Linked DNA regions of Mus musculus: regions 2 and 3 are each linked to region 1. Evidence: chromatin contacts called from public Hi-C data. All regions are on one chromosome and are shown on one strand. Each heading gives the region's core, a stretch centred on a gene start, on an enhancer-like site or on the middle of the called end of the contact. The rest is flanking DNA. Distances are from core to core; before and after follow the strand shown.

Region 1 (3,503 bases), core at 737-3,236:
AATACTATTCAGAAGTAAAATTTAATGAGCTACAAACCACAAAAAAAAAAGTGTGAGGACCCCTAATCTATATGGACAACTGAAAGAAGCCAATCTTTCTATTGTGACAAATACATTGTAGGATTTTTTTTTAATGACAAACCCAGTAAAAATGGTTATCAGCGGTTACTCGTGGTCAAGGGAAGGAAGGGAAGGATGACAGTGTCGGGCACTTCAGACACTCAGAGCAGCTACATGAGGCTCTGTGGTTCACTACTAGCAAATAGAGAACATTACACCTTTGTCAAGATTCACACTTTAGAAGGAATCAACCTCGGTGTGTGAAAATTCCGAAAAAGAACTGTAGGACGTTGGGACATGCCAGGTAGGAACTTGGCCTCTGATTAAAGGAGACAACCGTGACACCAATGCACCAACACTGGAGGAGCTTGAGAAAGTTCTGGAAAGGAGAAAACTCTACAATAATAAAGATAAAGGTGGCTGTACACAAATGTGTAACTCCAGCTGATCAATAAATTAGCCCCGCTAACACACACACACACACACACACACACACACACACACACACACACACGATGCATTTTTAAAAAATACCCATAATTCATGTATGTAGAGATGTAGAGACTCTTTCCACAGGGAAAGGGCACAGGAATTGCACATGAGCACTGTCATTGCTCACAGTGACAACCTTCCCAAACCAGAACTATAGAAGGAGTGGGAGAGGGAAGAATAGCAACCTTACAGAGGTTGAAAGCAACACCAACCGCCATAATTCCTGCTGGGATTACATACCCTTGACCTGAGTGGATGACAATGGCCCAGTAGCTCTGTCATTGTCCTAATGCTGGACCAGGCTACTGGCAAATACAGGGAGGAGAAGGGGGAGAGGGAGAGAAAGATATCAGAGGGAGAAATGACAACTAAATGTCATGTGGCATCCTGTAATATTTGGGGCCAGAAAGGGACACTAGGTATTCATAATGGAAACACTGAGTGAAGTATGAGTTTTAATAAAGATACACACTGATATTAGTTCATTAGTTTCGACAAAGATGTCGCAACAGTGTAAGCTGTTGACAGCAAGGAGGAATGGATGCATGGAATACGAGATTCCTCTGAGGTACCTTCTGAGCTGGGCTCTAACTGGAAGATTGTTCTGAAAATTAAAATCCATTAAAGGTTTAAAGTGGGTAATAAAAACCGCCTTCAGGTCCTCCGTAGCTTCCTATTAATTAGAGAGTTATGTGGAAATCCGGCTTTAGTATTGACTGTGTTGCCTGGGATCAATCATCCTTTTTCCCTCTAACACCCTCCCTCTATGCAAGAGTATTTCCTAAAACTGAAACAGAACAATTGTCACCCCAAAACCCAAATGTGAGGCTCATTCCCAGCCCATCACCTAAGGACACGTTGCTTCTGCCTGACAGCCCCTTCCCTCAGGTCTTACTTGGTAAGTAGGTCATCTTGGCAAAGTCAAGCTCAATGTCTTCTGCTCAAGTAAGCCCCTCCCCCACCCTCCTTAAAGGAAGGAGGGAGTACCTGTTCTCTGCAATGTGGTTGCTAGGGAGTGTAAGTGTCTGCCCTCCTTTTACCCTGTGTGTTTTGCAAGGAGCATCCAGAAGCCCCCTTTGAATTGCTGAGTCTTACCTTACTTCAAAACTCAGGCAACAAAGAGCTATATTTTAAGACTTGCGGTCATAGTCAGCTTCAAGTGCTTTGTGTGTCTAAGTTTCTGTTCTTCTCAAGTCTCTGGCAATGGTTTTCTGACTTCCTTTTAATTATCTATGTCCTTGCCAAGTCATGAACTCACTGAAGATGAGGCTGTTTCTTTTCTTTTTCTTTTCTTCTTCTTCTTCTTCTTTTTTTTTTTTCTTTATCTGCAGTGGGATCGGAGTATCTGGGACATTCATGGGAACAGAACTGAATTAATGACCAGCTCAAACACACATTAAATGAGAGGCTGTGCTGCAAAGGTTTACGACTTTTGTAGGTTAACATCTAGCACTATTTTTCCTTGCCAAAATTTGGAAACAACGGAGAGAGAGCCGAGGGTCAGGCAGATTGTGTACAAACCATTACGTTTATTGCTGACACAGCTGAACTGGTAAAGCATGGCTTTGCTGCAGAGCTAAAGCATCTTTATATTTTCCCAAGCATTAGGCAAACAACACGCTTGCCAAAAGTTTCCCTTGGGGTGGTAGACTCAGCTTTCATAGAACTTAAGGTAATTTCACTTCGGCAATTGGTGTAGTCTGTGGGGACAGAAGTAGGACCTGCCACCACACTCAACTGCGTGTCCCAGAGCCAAGGTATTCTCATCCCCCTTTACCGTGTCATGTCACCTTGGATGGAAAACTCCTATGGGACAGTCTATGAAGCTGACATTAAATGGAGAACAGACAAATTCTTAGCTTGGCCAAAGCTTGTCTCCTTCAGATAGAATATGGACTGTACTCTCCTGGGAGACAAACTAGACCAGAGCTGCTTCCTTGGCAGTTCCAGGTGGTCTAAAATGCTTGTGTCACTGGGTAGTACCCACAGGAGTTGGCATTGAAGCCACCATTGTGGTTAATATCATCCAGGAAAGTCAGTGGTTCCAACTAGTCATTCCTTATGTGCTAGAAAAATGACATACTAGGACACATAAGGACATCTACAATCACCATGACTCCTAAGCAGAAGTCATCAATGAACTGAATTCTGAGCAAAGTAGAAACATGGTATCTTTTAAATTTTGTATTGTTGTTATTGTTGTTTGAGACAACATCTCTCTGTATAGCCTGAGGTGACTTTGAATTATTCTTCTTAAGTCTCCTAAGCAGTGAAATTACAAGCTCATGCCAGCCCACCAAGCTGAAGTCATCTCAGGATACAGTCATCACAGGAGTACCAAGGCCCACAGTCACGCTGTTAGGGGGGTCATTTACCCTTTGCTCATTCTGCTCTATTCAATACAAAAGATTCTTTCCCTCCTGAAAATCACTGGATAGCGTATCCTAATGTCCCATATATATTCTAACAATGTAACATTAAAAAGAACATTATAACCTTCGATGTAATTTCATCTCCTATGTAGTCTTCAATCAGGCAGAAAGTCATGTTCTGCAAATACCCTGCTTTGTGAAAAGTCAGGGAAGACATGATTTAAACCCCACATGTAGATTATCTTAAGAAGGCAATATGATTTTACCCTCTAGCTATAGATATGAATATGTAATATATTCATATTATGAGTTAGGATATTTCTTTCGGATATACTAGTAAGGGATTTTCAGTAATTCTTCAAATTATATAATATAAATATCATCTATTAATACATGTATGAATATGTACATATCAATAACATTTATCAATAGGCATGACTTTAGATGTTCTACTCGTTGATGAGATCATACAAGTGACGGGCATCCTGGGGTCGGTAACTACATACTAGAAACCCACCTAGATGCTCATGAAAACAGGCAGAGCATTTACCTGGTCCTCTGTAAAGGACCCATGGTAGC
Region 2 (3,503 bases), core at 556-3,055, 110 kb after region 1:
TAAATAATATATGAATATATATTATTTAAGTAGAGTTACCCTATAGCAAAGAAACATACCCCTACCATATAGTACAAGCTAATAAATAGCCCAGGAACGGCTAATAAATAGCTAGGGATGGTCACCTCTTTTGGAGGTATTGTCTGGCAAAGTTTTACAGATAGACACCCAAACACTGTAAGCTATTGCTTGATCTCTTCTCTTCTCTTCTCTTCTCTTCTCTTCTCTTCTCTTCTCTTCTCTTCTCTTCTCTTCTCTCCCTCTTTCTCTCTGCATAGTTAAGTAGATAGATGGATGGATAGATAGATAGATAGATAGATAGATAGATAGACAGATAGATAGATATGTGTGTGTATATATGTGTGTGTGTTTATCATCCCTTCCTCTCTTGCTGCCTCCCACCTCCCCCCTCTCCAATTTGCCCTACTTCTCTTGATTGAGAGACCAAAAAGAAAAAAAGTCCCTCAAACTACAATACACAGTAGTGACTAAGTTCTCTCATGTTAAGGGACTTTTATTTAAGCTGGGATATCTGCATGCAATTCTGAACAGCAAAGAAGAACTGCTTTGGAGTTTCTAGTGTGATCCGTCTTTATATTCTGAAGCCTATTTCTCATGCAGATGCCCCACAAAAGTGCAAATGGGGGAACAGTCTACATTGCAGATCAAAATTAAAACTCACTGAAGCATTGGTCTGCATCTGCAGACTAATCCGTTGGTCTTATGCCCGTTTTCTGTTTAGGATGAAGGGCAACACAGATGGATCTGAACCATTACCATTCTACAACTTATCTTTCCCACTGCCCGTGTGCACTTACAGAAGTGTAGTCTCTCACCAAGCTAAACAGAAGGTAAAATGTGGAAAAAACAATCGTAATTCTTTTCCTGGCTCTGTCAGAGAAAATGCATGTGACCTTGGTGGGGGCTGGGAGGGAGTATCTTTTCCCTGTCTTTCCTCATTTTTCAAAGCAGAGAAAGCAAAACTCCATTCATTTAGTAATAAATTATCCTATTACTAAGCATAAACACTGTTATTGTTTAGCCTTTATTTCTGCAATCTGTCAGGACATTCTGAAATTTCTCCATAAAACACACAACTTAATGCACTGTTTTTCCTTTCTTCTTTTGCATGGTGTGTCTGGAGGAGGCAAGGCAGAAGGGTGAACACATGGCCTGGGTAAATGAAATGCTATTTAATTTATTTTCAAATGGATAAAAGGAAATGTAATTAAGCTCCCTAAAAGCCTTCCAAATAAACTTCTCTTTAAAAAGTGGAAAGGAAGATCGTTAACTTATCAAAGTCGTAAATCAGAGTCCATGACACTTGGAGATGAGAACCAGACTGGGATAGCCAGCAGAGGAGCAACTGTCATGGAAGCCAGGCTTCTCAGGACACAGAAAAGGCCAGGCAGGAAGCACAGGAAGCAGACATATTCTGTGTCTGAAGACTCAAGCTCAGATTGGTGTAAGTGAGCACCCCTCCCCCACGTTTTCATCTCCCCTCCCCTCTGCCTCTGCTATTCCCTCCCCTCTGTCTTCATTCCCCTCCACTCCCTTTTCCTCTCCTCCGTTTTGACTTCCCTCCCCTTCTTCTCTCTTTATCTGGTCTTCATGCACGTACAATTAAATATGTTTGTACGTTTTCATTTAATGGCAAATGCCAAGGCGTGCTACAAAGCCACAGAAAGACAGCATTATGGATGGATCTGTAGCCCTCTAGAGAAACACTACTTCTGTTACATATGCCTGCTGCAAAGGACAGTGGAGGAACTCTGACAAACAATAGCCACTGGAGAGTCTGTACTGTTTTGTCAGTTAAATTTACTTTCACTTTCAGGAAGGGCCATATTAGAACCAAATGTAGCTGCCTAACACCTTGTGTGTGGTTCCAGCTTATTGTTGGCTTAGCTTCACAAAAGTTATTAAATGCCTCAAGATCAACATTTTTTTTTATTTTGCCAAAATTTGTTCTCTCCAGGAAAGTAAAGCTAAAATAAATAAATAAATAAAATAACCCAAGCCTCTAATTATATTCTAGGGCTCTGTGATTCTGTTTGAAATGGAACTGATCACTCTCTTAGGGTCATTATTTTTTTTGAAATTTATACACAAAGGAACTGATGTTATTAGGACCCTTTAATATATATACTTCCCTAATGTGGACAGGTATAGGGCCCAATTGTAAACTGATTGTGGCTTGTCATGTATTGGTATGACTCAGGTAATCAAAGTAAAATTTTCCCCACTCAAATGTTATTTTAAACATTTTTAAATGAAATAAGTTTAAGCAGTGACTATCTTATGATCTACACTTTATCAGCTGTCATATGCTTAGTGCTGTAAGCTTTCCTGCCTTTCAACATGACCAAGTATAAATGTGTTCCTTCAGTGTTTTAAAAGATCATGTTAATCTGACATAAAATATGATGGTATATGACAATGAATTGTAATTGATTTTATTGGATCATTGAACCAAAGGTAGCAAAGATCTAATCTAATATTATATCATCAAAATAAAGATGTTGAAACTAAAATAAACACAAAATAGTGACCAGGAATAAAGTAGAATTGAAGCACAGTATAAAATCCCTTTCATGAAAATAGTCTCAAAGCACAGATAAACATAAATTGAAAATCCCTTGCTTTTTTTTTTCTTTAAACATCCTCAAGACAGCACAGTTTCCTGCTCATGTGAGACGCTTATCAGAAAGAGTAAGAAGTCACACATCTAAGGAGAAATATTTCTCTGTGGTGTGTAATAAAAATCAGAATTACTGAGCTTTTCCAGCCATCAGCTCTCTTGACCTGTTTGGAAGTCTTCAGTAAAGTTTTCCTAGGTCTGCAGAAGAGCCAGGAAACCTTAAAACAGTTCATAGTTCCGATGATGATATAATTTACAATCTTTACATTTTAAGGATAATTTTCTAATAAAAGCAATTCCATTAGGCAATACAAAAAATACACATTCAAGTAAAATACACTGAGAACAACAGTGACTACTTTGCAATTGGTCTGATGATAAAGGGTGCTCATTATATTGTTCTTTCCACCCCTCAAATTGTCTGCAATATACGTGCTGCAAGCAATCGCGTGCGTGCCGCCAGTAATCTCTGAGGAGAGCCGTGTGTGTGTGCTGAGAGCAATCGCCATTATAAGATGGCGCGGGCCTCCGCTGTGCCTAACTAGTAAACAAGCCTTGTACGCAGGTGCAAGAGTGAATTCACTCCTAGTCACTCCCATTCTCGGGGTGTAATAGTGGGGTGATGGGCAAGCAACGAATCGGGAGCTGTCACGCCATATCAGGTGCTGAAACGTCATGCTGCGGGTTATAAAAGCAGCGCCATTTTCCCGGTTCGGGATCTTCCTGAGAAACAAGCAATAAAGCTTTTGCCGCGGAAGATTCTGGTTTGTTGCGTCTTTCTTGCCGGTCGAGCGGGACGCAATAGCAACACATGGTCAGTATTAGAAAACTCCTCCCTCAGATTAGCTTTCTTTATACCAGG
Region 3 (3,503 bases), core at 363-2,862, 90 kb after region 1:
TGTGCAGCACTGCAGAGAGTACAGTCTCCTATTGGCCAGTGCTCCAGTCCCAGCTCTCCCTTTTACTAGCTGTACTGGCTGGTTTTGTGTCAACTTGACACAAGCTGGAGTTATCACAGAGAAAGGAAATGCCTCCATGAGATCCAGCTGTAAGGCATTTTCTCAATTAGTGATCAAGGGTGGGAGGGCCCATGGTGGGTGGTGCCAATCCCTGGGCCAGAAGTCTTGGGTTCTATAAGAAAGCAGGCTGAGCAAGGCAGAGGAAGCAAGAGAGTAAGGAACATCCCTCCATGGCCTCTGCATCAGCTCCTGCTTCCTGCCCTGCTTGAGTTCCAATCCTGACTTCCTTTGGTGATCAACAGCAATGTGGAAAGTGTAAGCTGAATAAACCCTTTCCTTCCCCAACTTGCTTCTTGGTCATGATGTTTGTGCAGCAATAGAAACCCTGACTAAGACACTAGCCAATGCAAATCTATTTCCCACTCCCTTACAGAAGTGGTGATAAGCTTAGGGTGTGCTGACAGAGAGCAAACACTGGCTGACCAGACCCTGGTCCCTTCATACTTTATCTTCTATGTAGCAGCCTGGGTGAAAGAACATAAACCAGGCCTAATCACTTCTGTGTTAAATACTACATTGTCTACCCTCTTGGTTAGTCCACATACCCTCCTGAGCTTCAAGCATGATGGTGTACTGGCATCTGTTTTCTAAGGTGTTGCTAAACCATCCAGGTCACCAGTCATTGAACCTTATGTTTCATATACACCCAATACTTCCCTCCATAAACTGATTCATTCATTTTTCTCTCTCCCTCCCTTCCACCTCTCTCTCTCTGATTAGTTCACAGTGCAGGTTAGACCAGAGAAAGAGTCTCCTGGTGTCTCTGAAGAGTTCTCAGAACACAGTGGCATACAGATGGACATGCTCTGGAAGCCATCTGGACCTCCCCACTCCCTCTCTCCCCTTCTCTCCCCCCCCTCTCTGCCATTAGATCATCAGATAATGAGGTTCTTGCCTGTGTCTCTGGCTAGCAAAGATCTCTTCCTACCCCTCCACTCACACAGACATCCTGCTGACCTTGCTAAGATGGATCTAGATGTTGGAGTAGTGCTGGAGCATGTGAGGAGGCCCCTTTGTACACCACACATGATTCCCAAACTTGGGTTCTACCCAGGCTCAGCCTCCAGCCACCTTGGAAGGGACACTGTGTCCTCACTACTGACACACATATAAAAGCTAGAGATAAAAAATCGTACCCAAAGAATCCAAGCCTCCCTTCCCTGTGACTTCAACATTTCTTAAAGGCAAAAGTTGTTTCTTTGTAATTTTGGAACTACCCATTCCATTTTGAAATGAAATATCCTTGCTTATAGAAAACATCCTTTGGGGATAGTGGGAGTGATGCTTATCTGGGAACTCACAGGGTAAAAGGCAAGCCTTTTATAAGCTGCAGTAAAATCCAGGAAACTTTTCCCAAAAGAAGACAAGCAGGGAGGACAGAAACTCTCAGTAAGAGGGAGGCGAGAGCCCTGGCTCTCAGATGGGAGTTGCCAGAGCTGACAAATGTTTGCAGCTGTCTCTGGCCTCCGTTCCTCCTCGAGGCATAGAGGGCCTGTTTCCTGTCTTCATCAAATCTCTGCAGCCCCATAGCCGCCTCCTGCCTTACTCCACTGGCTTGTGAATACTCCATTAACTTTTAAATCCAGCCATTTAAATGCTTACCTAGCCTAGTTCCCCTTTCCCTCAAAGAAGAATCATTACAACATGTGTCCACTCAAATCATCTCACTTACACATCTGGGAAGATCAGCTAAATGGTTCTACTTTAACTCCTTGGCTATTTAAGAAGGTAATAACACCAACAGAACAAAGTAGGCTGTGAAATGGGCACTTCATCTAACTGCATCTGCCTGACTTAGCCAGTGCAGCCGCTCCGCTGGCTCAGAGGACATATGCCTGGCCAGAATCCTCCGAGGGCCAGATGGCCTCCCGAGCATGCCCATCTGTACCCCACTGTGAGCCCAGCATCCTGCGGACTGTTCAGAAACAACGGGAGACTCTCTCTGGTCTAACCTGCACTGTGAACTTATCAACCTATATTCTTTCCCTTTCATGATGAAAGGGTCATCCTGATATCCTCCAGAATAAAGGAATCATGGGGTTGGTGGACAGAATAAGACTTGCAATTTTACCTTTTCTGTCTTGGTTATTTCTAGTGCTTTAAACTGTGAGCAGCAAGATGATAAAATAGCATATCAGGAAGAATAATGCATCACTAAAGGTCCGCACACTGTTAGCAATCCCGGTTCATGGGCTTACATGTTAGAAACCATCACTTGCAGACAGTAAATGAGTTAATGAATGCAAAAGCCTTTGTAGGACTCCACATTCAAGAGGACAGTGCTAAACCCAGTCTCTAGTGCCTTGCTGTCTGGGTTCCAATCCTTGCTACCTTGCTTCCAGGCTCTGTGATCTTATGCAAATGGATGAACTTCTCTGTGTTTCAGTTTCATTAACACAGATGATAACAGTATTTAGGGCATTAGATGCTTTGAGGCTCAGCTAAGTTAAGCATGTGAAGAATGGGGCTAGACACTCAGTATGCTATGCAGTACAAATACCTACTAGCTCTCAATTTCAGCTCTCAATTTTCTCCCTATTTTCTAGTTTATATTTTTGACGATTTCTAATCAGATATACACCTTGAGACTCTATTCCTATATACTACCTTCTTTCAACCACTCTTAGCATTTAGTATCCCTCTTCCCAAATGGAGCCCCTCGGAGTTGCAAGCCTTTTGTTATGTGTACGGGACTAGTACAGGTGGCCACAGCTGCTGTGTGCTCATGGTTTCCCAGGCCATGTCATATCAAGAAGACGGCATTTCATAGTGTTTCTCCTCTTCCACAGTGTTTCTTAGACCTTGAAGGAGATTATAGAGATAGCTCTTAACACACTATGGATCTACGAATAGCTGCAAATTGACTTCTGAAGGTCTTATCCACACCAACAAACAGGAAATATACTCTTGGTCTTTGGAATTCCCCTGGATGAGGAAAGCCCCCAACATTCCAAGCTGGCAACAGACCAAGGTCTGTCCTCATAGGACCCCACTGAGACTCCCTGACTAGCCAGAGCTCCTGCTCAGAGATCGATGTGCCATTATACACACCTTGGGCACCTTGAAATGCCAGGATATCTAGGACCAGTCATGAGATCCAGAAGTGTCCAGTACAGAAGCAGTGAACACTCAATACAGGCAAAGGGGAGACAAGACCCATCTCATTGTGAGGTCCCATCCTTCTATTTCAGTGTTGTGAAAATTCCAGACTTCCCAGAGAAGCCATTGAAATTATCAAGATTCAGAAGTAACTTTATAAGGTCAACATACACCACACAAAATATATTTATACTTTCTAAGTAGAGATAAGAGCTAAGTCTGGCAGAAAGTTAAGGATATGGAGATAGTCACGAGGTTTTGTGAAATAAAAAATCATCAGGATA

What was found. A called contact is a pair of places that touch in the nucleus more often than the background predicts.
Region 2: a Hi-C map of uterus shows a contact between it and region 1, with 4 times the contacts expected there. The contact joins two enhancer-like sites. A contact is called at or near these places in 1 of 15 datasets of contacts at CTCF or cohesin (pro-B cells) and 9 of 484 Hi-C or Micro-C datasets (the G1E-ER4 cell line, the N1E-115 cell line, nephron progenitors and 1 more).
Region 3: a Hi-C map of uterus shows a contact between it and region 1, with 4 times the contacts expected there. The contact joins two enhancer-like sites. A contact is called at or near these places in 8 of 484 Hi-C or Micro-C datasets (the N1E-115 cell line, embryonic fibroblasts, nephron progenitors and 1 more).

The regions. Positions count from the first base shown.
Region 1 is chr15:32,131,089-32,134,591 of GRCm38.p6, reverse strand. No RefSeq gene overlaps it. Among named protein-coding and RNA genes, the nearest start is that of Gm32499, 24 kb to the left of the region's middle. Within about 2 kb of position 1,986, at least 4 of the 459 cell types and tissues checked have an H3K27ac peak or open chromatin away from gene starts, as enhancers often do. A contact at or near this core is called in uterus, where this site is marked.
Region 2 is chr15:32,018,808-32,022,310 of GRCm38.p6, reverse strand. No RefSeq gene overlaps it. Among named protein-coding and RNA genes, the nearest start is that of Gm32499, 140 kb to the left of the region's middle. Within about 2 kb of position 1,805, at least 31 of the 459 cell types and tissues checked have an H3K27ac peak or open chromatin away from gene starts, as enhancers often do. A contact at or near this core is called in uterus, where this site is marked.
Region 3 is chr15:32,040,445-32,043,947 of GRCm38.p6, reverse strand. No RefSeq gene overlaps it. Among named protein-coding and RNA genes, the nearest start is that of Gm32499, 110 kb to the left of the region's middle. Within about 2 kb of position 1,612, at least 19 of the 459 cell types and tissues checked have an H3K27ac peak or open chromatin away from gene starts, as enhancers often do. A contact at or near this core is called in uterus, where this site is marked.